Linked DNA regions of Columba livia: region 2 is linked to region 1. Evidence: chromatin contacts called from public Hi-C data. All regions are on one chromosome and are shown on one strand. The core of a region is the stretch at or near the end of the contact, and the rest is flanking DNA. Distances in the headings are between cores, read along the strand shown. Region 1 holds the start of BEND7 (BEN domain containing 7). Region 2 holds the start of MCM10 (minichromosome maintenance 10 replication initiation factor).

Region 1 (4,882 bases), core at 1,673-4,172:
CGGTCCTTAGATATATACATTACATGTGGTTTCTTCTCAAGGCACTTCCCTCTGTACCTTCTGATCTACAGCTGCTGCCTTAAAGTCACCACATTTCACCCCCAAGGCAGTTGGCTTTTAGTGCAGGAATGCATTTCCTCTTGATTACTGATCATCTCGATAAGGTGCTCTGAAGTTTTTTGGGGGACAGAACAAGCAATGTGGGCACACATCACTAACAGATGGTGTGTTACCAACAAATTGACACACTGCACACCTTTATCTTCACTTCCCTTCTTCTGCCTCAGATGCCAGGCACTGCAAAATCCATATCAATTTCACAACAGTAAACACTAAACTGTGACATTACGGAATGACTCCAAGCAAGAGGCAAAGGCCAATTACAAGAGACAACTATTTATACATAATTATCTTTCTAATCAACTGTGATAGAAGAAGAGTATGCCAGTGCAGACACACATGCAAAATGTGATTTTCATCTCCTCCGCTCTCAAAGTACAAAGATATCATTTTATCTCTAGGATGTGTTTTCAGTGTAGTTTTCTATTTGACTTTCCAGGTCCAAAAAGAGACCTCAGATAAAATAAGAATTACCAATAACGTTCCATCATAACTGAATTTACCTATTAAAACAAGGCTAAATAGATATTGCCTTATACAGTGAGGCGTACCTAAGCCTGTAAGAACGGCAACCGAGAACGTGCAGAACAGTCATCTATTTCTGATAGCACACATATTCTTTCTACAGCTCCACTAAGACAGAAATAAAACCAAGTCCTCAGTTGCAGTTTTGCTTTTCCACATGTTTCACTTTCACCCCCCCCAGGCTCCAGCCCAGTCCTGTAACAACTCTGCCTCCGAGCCAGGAGCATGTTCGATATCAAAACCCCACAAACCAAAGCTGTTCTGCACAAAAATCAAACCCCTCCATCGGTTTGCTAATCCATATAGACATGCAACATGTCTCAGACAAGTCTGACAAGTCACTGCCCCTCTAGTTTTTAAACAGGGAGTATGTGCAGGGAACCAGACCCCCCTATGACAATACAGTAGTCACTAATTTACTATTCCTACCAAAGGAGTTTATTTCCACCTCTAAATTTCTTCGCGTGGGACATGATTTTGCCAAGCGCCTGCAAAGACATCACCCTCCAGCCAGCGAGTCGTAACACTCGCACGTGTGTGTCCCCCATTTCCCGAGTGTGACATTACACCCAAGCAGTCACCTGCCTTGAACTTGGCATGCAGGACACACACGGCGCTTCATGGAGACATTCCCGGCCAACACTTGGAAACACAAAAGGAAAAGAGATCTCAAGTCAAATCCACCAGTGCAAAAAGATCTCATCGGCCAGAGAAGGGGTAATACACACAACAAAATAAATCCCTATGGCTGGGAAATCCACCTGTTAAAATGTCCAGTAGCGCCTGTGTCTTTTTTTCTAATTTAAAAAAAGCCCAACGACACGACTGAAACAGAGAGCTGTGCTTCTTCCCTGACATGAATCCAAATCTTTCTCCCCACGATCCCTTTCCAAATATCCTCTTTTCCAAAAGCAAACACACCCCGAACGAACAAGTTACACGCCAGCGGCTCTCCCCTGCCCACGGACAATTAATTAGCTGCGTGGATTTTTAATAAAGCAACCTCTATTCGGCTCTCCTTTGAAATACGCGGATGTACGCAGCCAAGGGGAGGAAAAAAATAAAAACCCACCCAAAACACAATAAATCCACAGGAGTTGAATACTAAGAAGGTCCGTTGCTGCTCAAGTGTCATTATTTTCTGCTCGCTTCCCCATTTTCCTTGTTTCTCCCCCCAACCCAAGGAGGATTTACCACGAAACACGACCCAACTTTATTTTGTGCAAGATCCGCCTGGAAAAAAAAAATAATATAACAGGTCCACCTTTCTAAAGGGGGGTGTGTGTGTGTGTCTGTTTTTGCAACAACATGAAACACACATTAAAAAAAAAAAAAAAGAGAGAGAAAAAGGGGGGGGATAAAAGAAATAAATAAAAGGCGTGCAATGGTTTCGGGGAGTTGAAGCGGAGGATTGCGGAGTTAAATAACAGAGCCGGGGAGGGAGAGGCGGCCGGGGGGAGCGGCAGCCCGGGCGTTTCGTAACCCCCCGATCCCCCCGGGGCAGAACTCGGGGCTGCCCCCGGCCAGGGAACAAAGCCCCCGCCGCCCTTACCTTCGTTGATCAGTTTAAAGCTTTGGGATTTCCTGCTTCTCTTCCTCTGGGTGAACTCCATGGTGCGGGCAGGAAGGAGCGGTGGCAGGACCAAGGTCCGTCTCTTTAATCAGCAAAAAAAACCCAACCAAAACCACGCGGGGGTTGGGGAGACGGCGGCTGAATAAAAGGATCCGGGACAAGTTGGCTCCCCCGTCACCTCCCGCCCTAAAGTTTGAGGGGAAAGCGGGGGATGCCCCGCGGGGGCGATGCCGCCCAGCGCCGCCGCCTTCCCCCCCGCGCCGGCTGCGCGGCCGCGGCCCCGGCGGCGAAGGGCGGCCCGCAATGGCTCGCCGCCGGCTCCGGGACCCCGGTGCCACCTGCTGGGGAAGGCGGCGCGCAGCCCGGCGGCGGTTCCGCCAAGCCCCGGCCGTAAGCCGCCACCCCGGGGCCGGCCCGTCGCCACCACGACACGCCGGGGGACGGGGCGGCCGGGCGGCGGTGATGGCGGGGGGGGGGGGGTTGGAGGGAGAGGGGCTGAGAGGGCAGCGCCATTTTGTGTCCCCCCTCCCGCCGCTTCCGCCCCCCGCCGCTCCCCGCACACCCCTCCCGCCCACCTCACGGGCACTCGGCGCTCCCCCTGCCGTGCCCCGCCGCCGACACACGTTCCCCTGCCCGCCCCCCAGGACGCCGCTGCAGCTCCCCGGGCGAGCAGGGGGGGTGCCCGGCCGTGAGGGAGCGGCGGCCTCTCAGCGCGGCCTTGCGCCGCCGCCGGGCGCTGGGGCCGCTCCGCTGCTTGCGGGCCCTGAGGGGCTGAGGGGACGAAACGCTTCGTGTTTGGCGGGAGCGGAGACGCTCCCCGAACCGAGGTCCGGCGGGGATGGGGTTGAACTTGGTGGCGTGGGCAAAGTGAGGTGAAACCCAGGAGCGGGGCTCGGCCGGTGCTAACAGCCGCTTGTGCCGGTGGTTTACAGTAATTACCACCCGCTTGCGCCGTGGACCGAGGCCCGGAGGAGCGCGCTGGGCTGAGGGATGCTGCGCTTCCACCGTATCAGCCGAACGTGGATCGCTTTAGCAAGAGGAGAAGAGTCTCAGTCTTCCAGATGAATGAGATTTTAGCACGTCTGGCAGCCCCTCTCATGGTCCCCTCGGCCGCACAGGTGGCCCAGACACATCTGACATTAGCGCTGCGATTTATTCACCGCTCCACGCCTTCGGCCGGACTTCCAGTTCACTTAACTGCGCTAAGTCTGTTCCTGGCGTAGCGTTTGTCTTACTTAGTCAAGAGTGCTTTTGCCTACATTAGTTTGTGGTGTGTAAGGAGCCATGGCAAGATAATAGTTTCTTACATGGTGTACCTTTTTTATTTCTTTTACAGTCAAGAGTGCTTTTGCCTGTAGAGGAAGGACCCAGGATTTTACAGTTATGACTACAGATAACTGCAAACACAGCTCCAGATCGTCATCTTGTGTTTTAAGCGTAGTCAGGCTTTGTTATGACAAGGAGAGGAGTATGTGATACTTGCGTACGCCTACTCGAACAGATGCAGATGCACATTTTTCCCTTGGCCTCGTCAGGGTACCCAGGAGAATCCCATTGGCTCCAGTGATATTGACTGACCCTCTCGCATGGAATAAGGAAATAAAATTAGTAAGGGGAAAGCAAATTGAATATTGACCATGGCAATTTGTATCCTAACTGTGAGCACAGACAAAGTCAGACCCGAATTCTCTTGTGCAAGGTGCTGTCCAAACAATACACAGACAATATACCCGGTTCCAGAAAAGCAAAATCAGGAAATAGGCTTAATGGTGAAGCAATATCAGAAAAAATGGTGAAGCAAAATCAGGAAATAGGCTTAATGGGGAAGCAATATCAGAAAATATGTTTAATGGTAAAATTTATTAGACTCTGGAAAATTAAATTCATGAGGGAGGTTATGGAAACCTCACAGATTGGGTAAGGGTGTAATTTTCTATTAAATTGCTAAGTGGAAAATCCCAGAGGCAATCAATATGCTACTTCTGGAATTTTCCTAAACTTCACTATAAGACTTTGTGAAAGGAAACTGGGCTAACGTACTATTTAAAATCCTGCATTATATATTTTTGGGAGGATGCTGAAGCAGCAAAGGTAGATGGATGTCATATGCTGCTTGCGAAGTTGTGTGGGTCCAATTAATCGCTGGTGCAGCGCAGTGAAGCCAAATCTGAGAGGCAGCAGCAGTGTGTCTAAATTTTGTGTACAAGAAAGTATTTTCACTTCTTTTTTTCTTCCCCATCCCAAACCAGTTTGCTGATTCCTGTCTGCAAGCTTTATTTTACAAGACTTGGACTGTTGCTGAAACTGCTGTGTTTGACTCCCATCCTTCCTGGGACAATAGGAGAATTTTTATAAAGCATAAGGCCTTCATTTACTGTTCAACTCACATGATAGGCTTTATCCTGCATTTACCAAAGGAATGTGCTACAAAAGTAAAAAAAGTATTTTCTGTTTTCCTCTGTTGCTCAATTTTGTGAAACATATTGGAGTATAATTTATGAAAAAATAATGGCAGTGTTTTCTCAACTGCTGTCTTTCTCCTTTCAGTTCTTCCTTCTCTGTGTTGGATTTTTTTTTTTGCTTAAAGGGACAGTCATGATTCAAAATCACATTTCAGTCTGGATGCTGCACACTGCAGTTTTAAGTAACATTTTATGGGAGTTA
Region 2 (4,827 bases), core at 2,095-4,594, 140 kb before region 1:
GAAAGCGCTGAGATGGATGTAACCTAATTTAAAGAGGAGTATATAATGGATTTTCACATCTCAAAATAAATCTATTACAAATACAAATTTATCTATGCCTGTGAATACTTTGGAGGCTGAAATGGGATTGAAAATACCTGTGGCTGAAAAGCTCATGTAGAAAGAACTGTTCTTGCCTTCTGTGGTGTTTTGATCTCAACAGAAAAAGAACAGTTCTTAAATTGCCACTGCATAGGGGAGGAGAACACAGAACTTATCAAAATACAAACCAGCATAAACGATGGGAAACAAATCAAGCAAATTGATGGGATCCATGGAAATGAGGAGTTTTATCTCTTTTGCAAATAGTTAACATTTGCACTATCGGAAACCACAGGGAAGGGAATGAAGAGGTGCATGAAAACCTTCAGCCAAAATGGTGTCTCCTTACAGCATCGTCTTCCTGCTGAAGAAAATAAACTGTTGGTTGCTTTGGCTCTGCTGAGTTGCAATGAAACCTCCAAGTAGTTTTGGACAGTTCTGCCAACCTTGGTGTAAGGAAAGAGTCTTATTTTTTTCCTTCACTGTTCAAAACTGACTTTCTGGAAGCAAATATGCCAGGACTCATTAGAATCCAGTAGTTAAATCTGTGCCGTCTTGTTCTGCGATCGGTCTGTCGGGCCCCCCGAGGACCACCAGAAAGGTTCGTTTGTGCCCACTCTGCTTCATCCCGATTGCCAGAAGTGTGAGCAGGGTGGAATGATCACACAACCTGAATGTGGAAGTTCAACATTTTAGTATCACTTTAGTGCTTCTTGGCTCATCCTTCCACTTTGAAGTTCACATTTATAATAAGCATGAAGGTCTCCTGATTTCATGTTACAGCGTGCTGGTCTCAGAGGTGTTGGGTTACCAGAGTTAGGAAGTCCAAAACCTCCTTCATATATAGTCAGTGTAATGTATAGAAATACTCAGACCTCTTGAAGATAAAACGGAAGAGAAACTACATTTATAACAAAAGCACATGTACTTGAAGATAAAACGGAAGAGCAACTACATTTATAACAAAAGCACATGTGCTAGAGTAGATTTATGTGAAGGGCAAAACTATAACAAAATGCAATTGTAATGAGTTTTTGTTTGTCCATTTGTAGTGGTTTTAGCAAAAAAGGGTGCCCTGATCTCAAAACCTTACTCTAACCATAGGGTGTGCTTATCTGAGGGACCTGTCAGTTAAAAAGTTGTTCGGAATTAAGTGAGCAGGAATTTGTGTCTCTGGATTTTAGGCAACTGCATGTTCCTAATGTAGAAAGAAATGAGCAGAAGGGAAAAGGTGAGGGAAATGTCTTTTGTGGAGAGGGTCACCTAAAAACCCCCTGAAAGACTGTGTGGACCATAAGCTTCCTAAAGAATTAGTGTGAGTCAGAGTGATTGATTTAATGTATCCAGTTTCATTAGGTGGTGCCACAGTCACTATAAACCGCTACTTTGCGCAGTCAGGTCAAGATACTCATTTTTCAGCATTAATCTAATCAAAGGGATGTAGGATGCCACAACTAGATGGGCATAGTTATAGCAGATATCTTGTATTTGGACATGACAATTCTCCTGTCAGCCTATGTCCATAAATAAGTGCTCCCCTAAATTGTGCTATGGATGAGGATCCAAGTCACAAGGAGAAAACACACTGAGCAGATCAATAGTGGAAGTAGAAATAAAGAGTTTAGTCACTCAGTATTTTGCTTCAAACCTCAAACAGAAACTATTATAGAGCTGATTAATTAAAACACAGGCCTCAATAGCATAAGATTTATGTTTCACTTGAAGCAGATGAATATTCTTAAAATACACACAAGAAAAATACCTGCAGACGTTTCCTGGGCCAAAGAAAAGATTCTTGCACGTCGTGCTGTCAGTGAACTCTCAGCTACTGATACGAGGAGCAACAATCCATCCCTTTTTTGCCCTTATAATTAAAGTGAGGAGTCGCTTTCATTTTGCTGGTTGTCACCGTTGTTCTAATTATCCCTTGTAGACTCTGGATTCTACTTTATTTGTTACCTGTAACTCATCTTCTCACCCAGCTTCATCTGTAGCTTCAGGTACTGCGAGAGCTGACTGACATCTGTTGTGAAGAGGTGTTCCTGGGCTTGGCTGCAACCTTCTTCATCAATTACAAGTACTCCCAGCAGACACAATCTCTTACCAGCTTTTAGGTGGTTCCTTGAGACAACAGGATTTATGGGCTTTCTTTCCCTGAATCCAATTTTATTACAGGAGCTTTGTGATAGTTATGGATTCCGCAGTGATCAAAATCTGATGGAAATGCTACTAGGCCAAAATCAAGCTAATAGAATGGTAATAGAGCTGATTTCACCTCAGGAGCATTAACCTTAATGAAAACACGGAAAATCAATGTGAAACGCCAACAGAGGAATTACTTATGCATCCATCAAGTCCAAATTAATGATTTTAAGAGGCTTCAGAAAGAGAAAGGCCCTAACACAGCATATAATTGATGCAATGGGGAAATGACTAGAGCAATAAGCTGGTGCATATTCAGAAATATTTTTCACAGAATCATCGCTGCTTGTACTGAAGAAATACTGAACCGGACCACAAAATCCTGTCAAGTGCACAGGACAGTCCCCTTGCTACAAGCCCTTGATGTGCTGGAGCGAGTTGAGAGAAGGGAACGGAGCTGGTGAGGGGCTGGAGCACAAGTGTGATGGGAGCGGCTGAGGGACCTGGGGGGTTCAGCTGGAGAACAGGAGCTGAGGGGAGACCTTCTGATCTCTGAACTGCCTGAAAGGAGCTTGGAGCATGGAGGGGGTTGGTCTCTTCTCCCAAGGAACAAGTGATAGGATGAGGGGAAATGGCCTGAAGTTGTGCCAGGGGAGGTTTAGATTGGACATTAGGAAAAAGTTATTCATGGAAAGGGTTGTTAGGAATTGGAACAGGCTGCCCAGGGAAGTGGTGGGGTCACTACCCCTGGAGGGGAGGTTCTTATTGACATGTTTTAGTGCCAGTGCTCACAGTTGGACTTGATCTTGGTGGTCTCTTCCAACCGCAATGATTCTTTGATTCTAATACCTGAGTTTGAACTTGCTCGCTTAACACAACTCCTTTAGGGTATTCAGAGGAGTGTGACGCTGACTTTAACCACCCTTGGGGACACTGATCAGACACGGGCAGTCACACCCAGGGCCACCCAGGGCTGTGGGGACACTACCTGCAGCCCCTCTGAGGCATGTAACACCGGCATGACGTCATCATCCCCCCACCCGTGACCTCACTCAGCACAGCAGCTCAACCCCACATTGTCGCCGCTCCCTCCCTTGGCCCCAACCCCAGCAGCCACAGCTCGCCCTCCCGCAACCAAGATGGCGCCGGGCGGCGCCCTCTGCTGCCAGGACTAACGATGGCGCGGGGCGCGCACCCCCGGAGTGGCGGCCGCGCATGCGCGGGAGGGGGCGGTGCCGGATTGAAGTTTTGGCGGGTGCCGGGGAGCGCGCGGCCAGCGGTGAGCGGGTCTGTGTGAGGGAACGGCCGGGGCGACTGGGGGGCCGGCAGCCCCCAGAGCGATCTTCGGGGGGCGGAGGCTGGGGTGAGGGATCGGAGATCCACGGGGGAGCCCTGGAGGAGGTCGGGGTTCCCCTGGGTGGGGGAGAAAGCCGAGCGGGGACGGGAAGCCGATAGGAGCCGTGAGAGGAAGGAGGATTCTAAGGCGGTTGGGGGTGGATTCCGGGGATCCCCTGAGAGCGCGGATGGGGATCTCGCAGCTGTTGGGTCCGTGGGGAGAGGGGAGGCGGCGGGCACGGCACAGCCGAGCTCTTTCGGGCTTTGGGAGCTGTGGGGAGAGGGTCAGGGGGGGCGATCCCGGTGGGCCGGGGGCACCGCGGAGCCCAGGCCTGGGACCCAGGTACACCAGCCCCAAGCGGGGCCTCTGCCTGGCCGCCTGTCCACCCATGCTAGAAGACATGAGGGACAGGCATGTACTAGCAGCCTCCTGCTCCTGTATTAGCAGCCTCCTGCTCTGGTGGTGAGGAAGGTTTTAGGGTAAGAGGGGGCACATGCGGTAGGGGACCCCCTTCCCATGCCAGGTGCAGTTTGCCTATGCTGCTGTGAAGCTTGGCCCTGAGCCTACAGATCTGGGTTTGGACCCGCTTACCCCAACTACAGCCGAGCTGCAGGCACAGCAGATATATTTCTCATACCAGGGCAAAATCTGGCTTCATTTCCTTGCCGTAAGAAGACCAAGAGGTGTACCAAGCTGATGCTGATGTAAATGAAGGTGAACCCACAAGCTATGTTGACTGAAGCCCCAGAATTGATAGCATAGAAAGCATCTGATGAGAGTGGGAAGGTCTGCGATGGGAAGAATAAACAGTCCTAATCACTCAGAAGCTCGGGTCTGCAAACCACATCTTTCTCAAAGCACTATTAGCAGTTTATTCAACCTTTTGCCGAAAAAGATAATTTGCATCTGTGTTTTCTGAACCCGAATCCCTGTGTGGGGTCACTGTGGGGCTGTGTGGGGTCCCTGGCCTGCTCCTGTATGCGCTCAAATTCTCTTTTGTTCTTTGCTGAAAATTAATACTTTGGAGCAAAAGAGAGAACTATTAAAAATGGAGTTTATGGGCAAAACAAAAGTCTCTGCAGGAAGACCTGTAAGCACAAAGTTACACTTTGCGTTTGTGAGTAACCGGTCCATAGTGGATTTCCCTTCTCCTTACCCAGTCTTTCCTTGGCCATTTATGTCTGCCTGTGCTGATTATTTTCCATGGGTATGTGTCCATGAAATGGAGGAGCTGTGAGAAAAGTAAAATATACGCTTTTAAGCATAAA

The links. A called contact is a pair of places that touch in the nucleus more often than the background predicts.
Region 2: a Hi-C map of crop shows a contact between it and region 1, with 2.4 times the contacts expected there. The contact joins the promoter of MCM10 here to the promoter of BEND7 in region 1. A contact is called at or near these places in 2 of 2 Hi-C or Micro-C datasets (crop and liver).

What each region holds. Positions count from the first base shown.
Region 1 is chr1:204,381,143-204,386,024 of bColLiv1.pat.W.v2, reverse strand. It overlaps BEND7 (BEN domain containing 7), which reads right to left and starts at 2,922. Exons shown (of 9, transcript XM_065049273.1): 1 at 2,794-2,922; 2 at 2,198-2,300. The coding sequence starts at 2,258. LOC110364594 (a long non-coding RNA gene) reads left to right here and starts at 3,314. Exons shown (of 4, transcript XR_002423478.2): 1 at 3,314-4,882.
Region 2 is chr1:204,518,645-204,523,471 of bColLiv1.pat.W.v2, reverse strand. It overlaps MCM10 (minichromosome maintenance 10 replication initiation factor), which reads left to right and starts at 3,344. Exons shown (of 20, transcript XM_065049268.1): 1 at 3,344-3,502. OPTN (optineurin) reads left to right here. Exons shown (of 14, transcript XM_065049279.1): 14 at 1-87.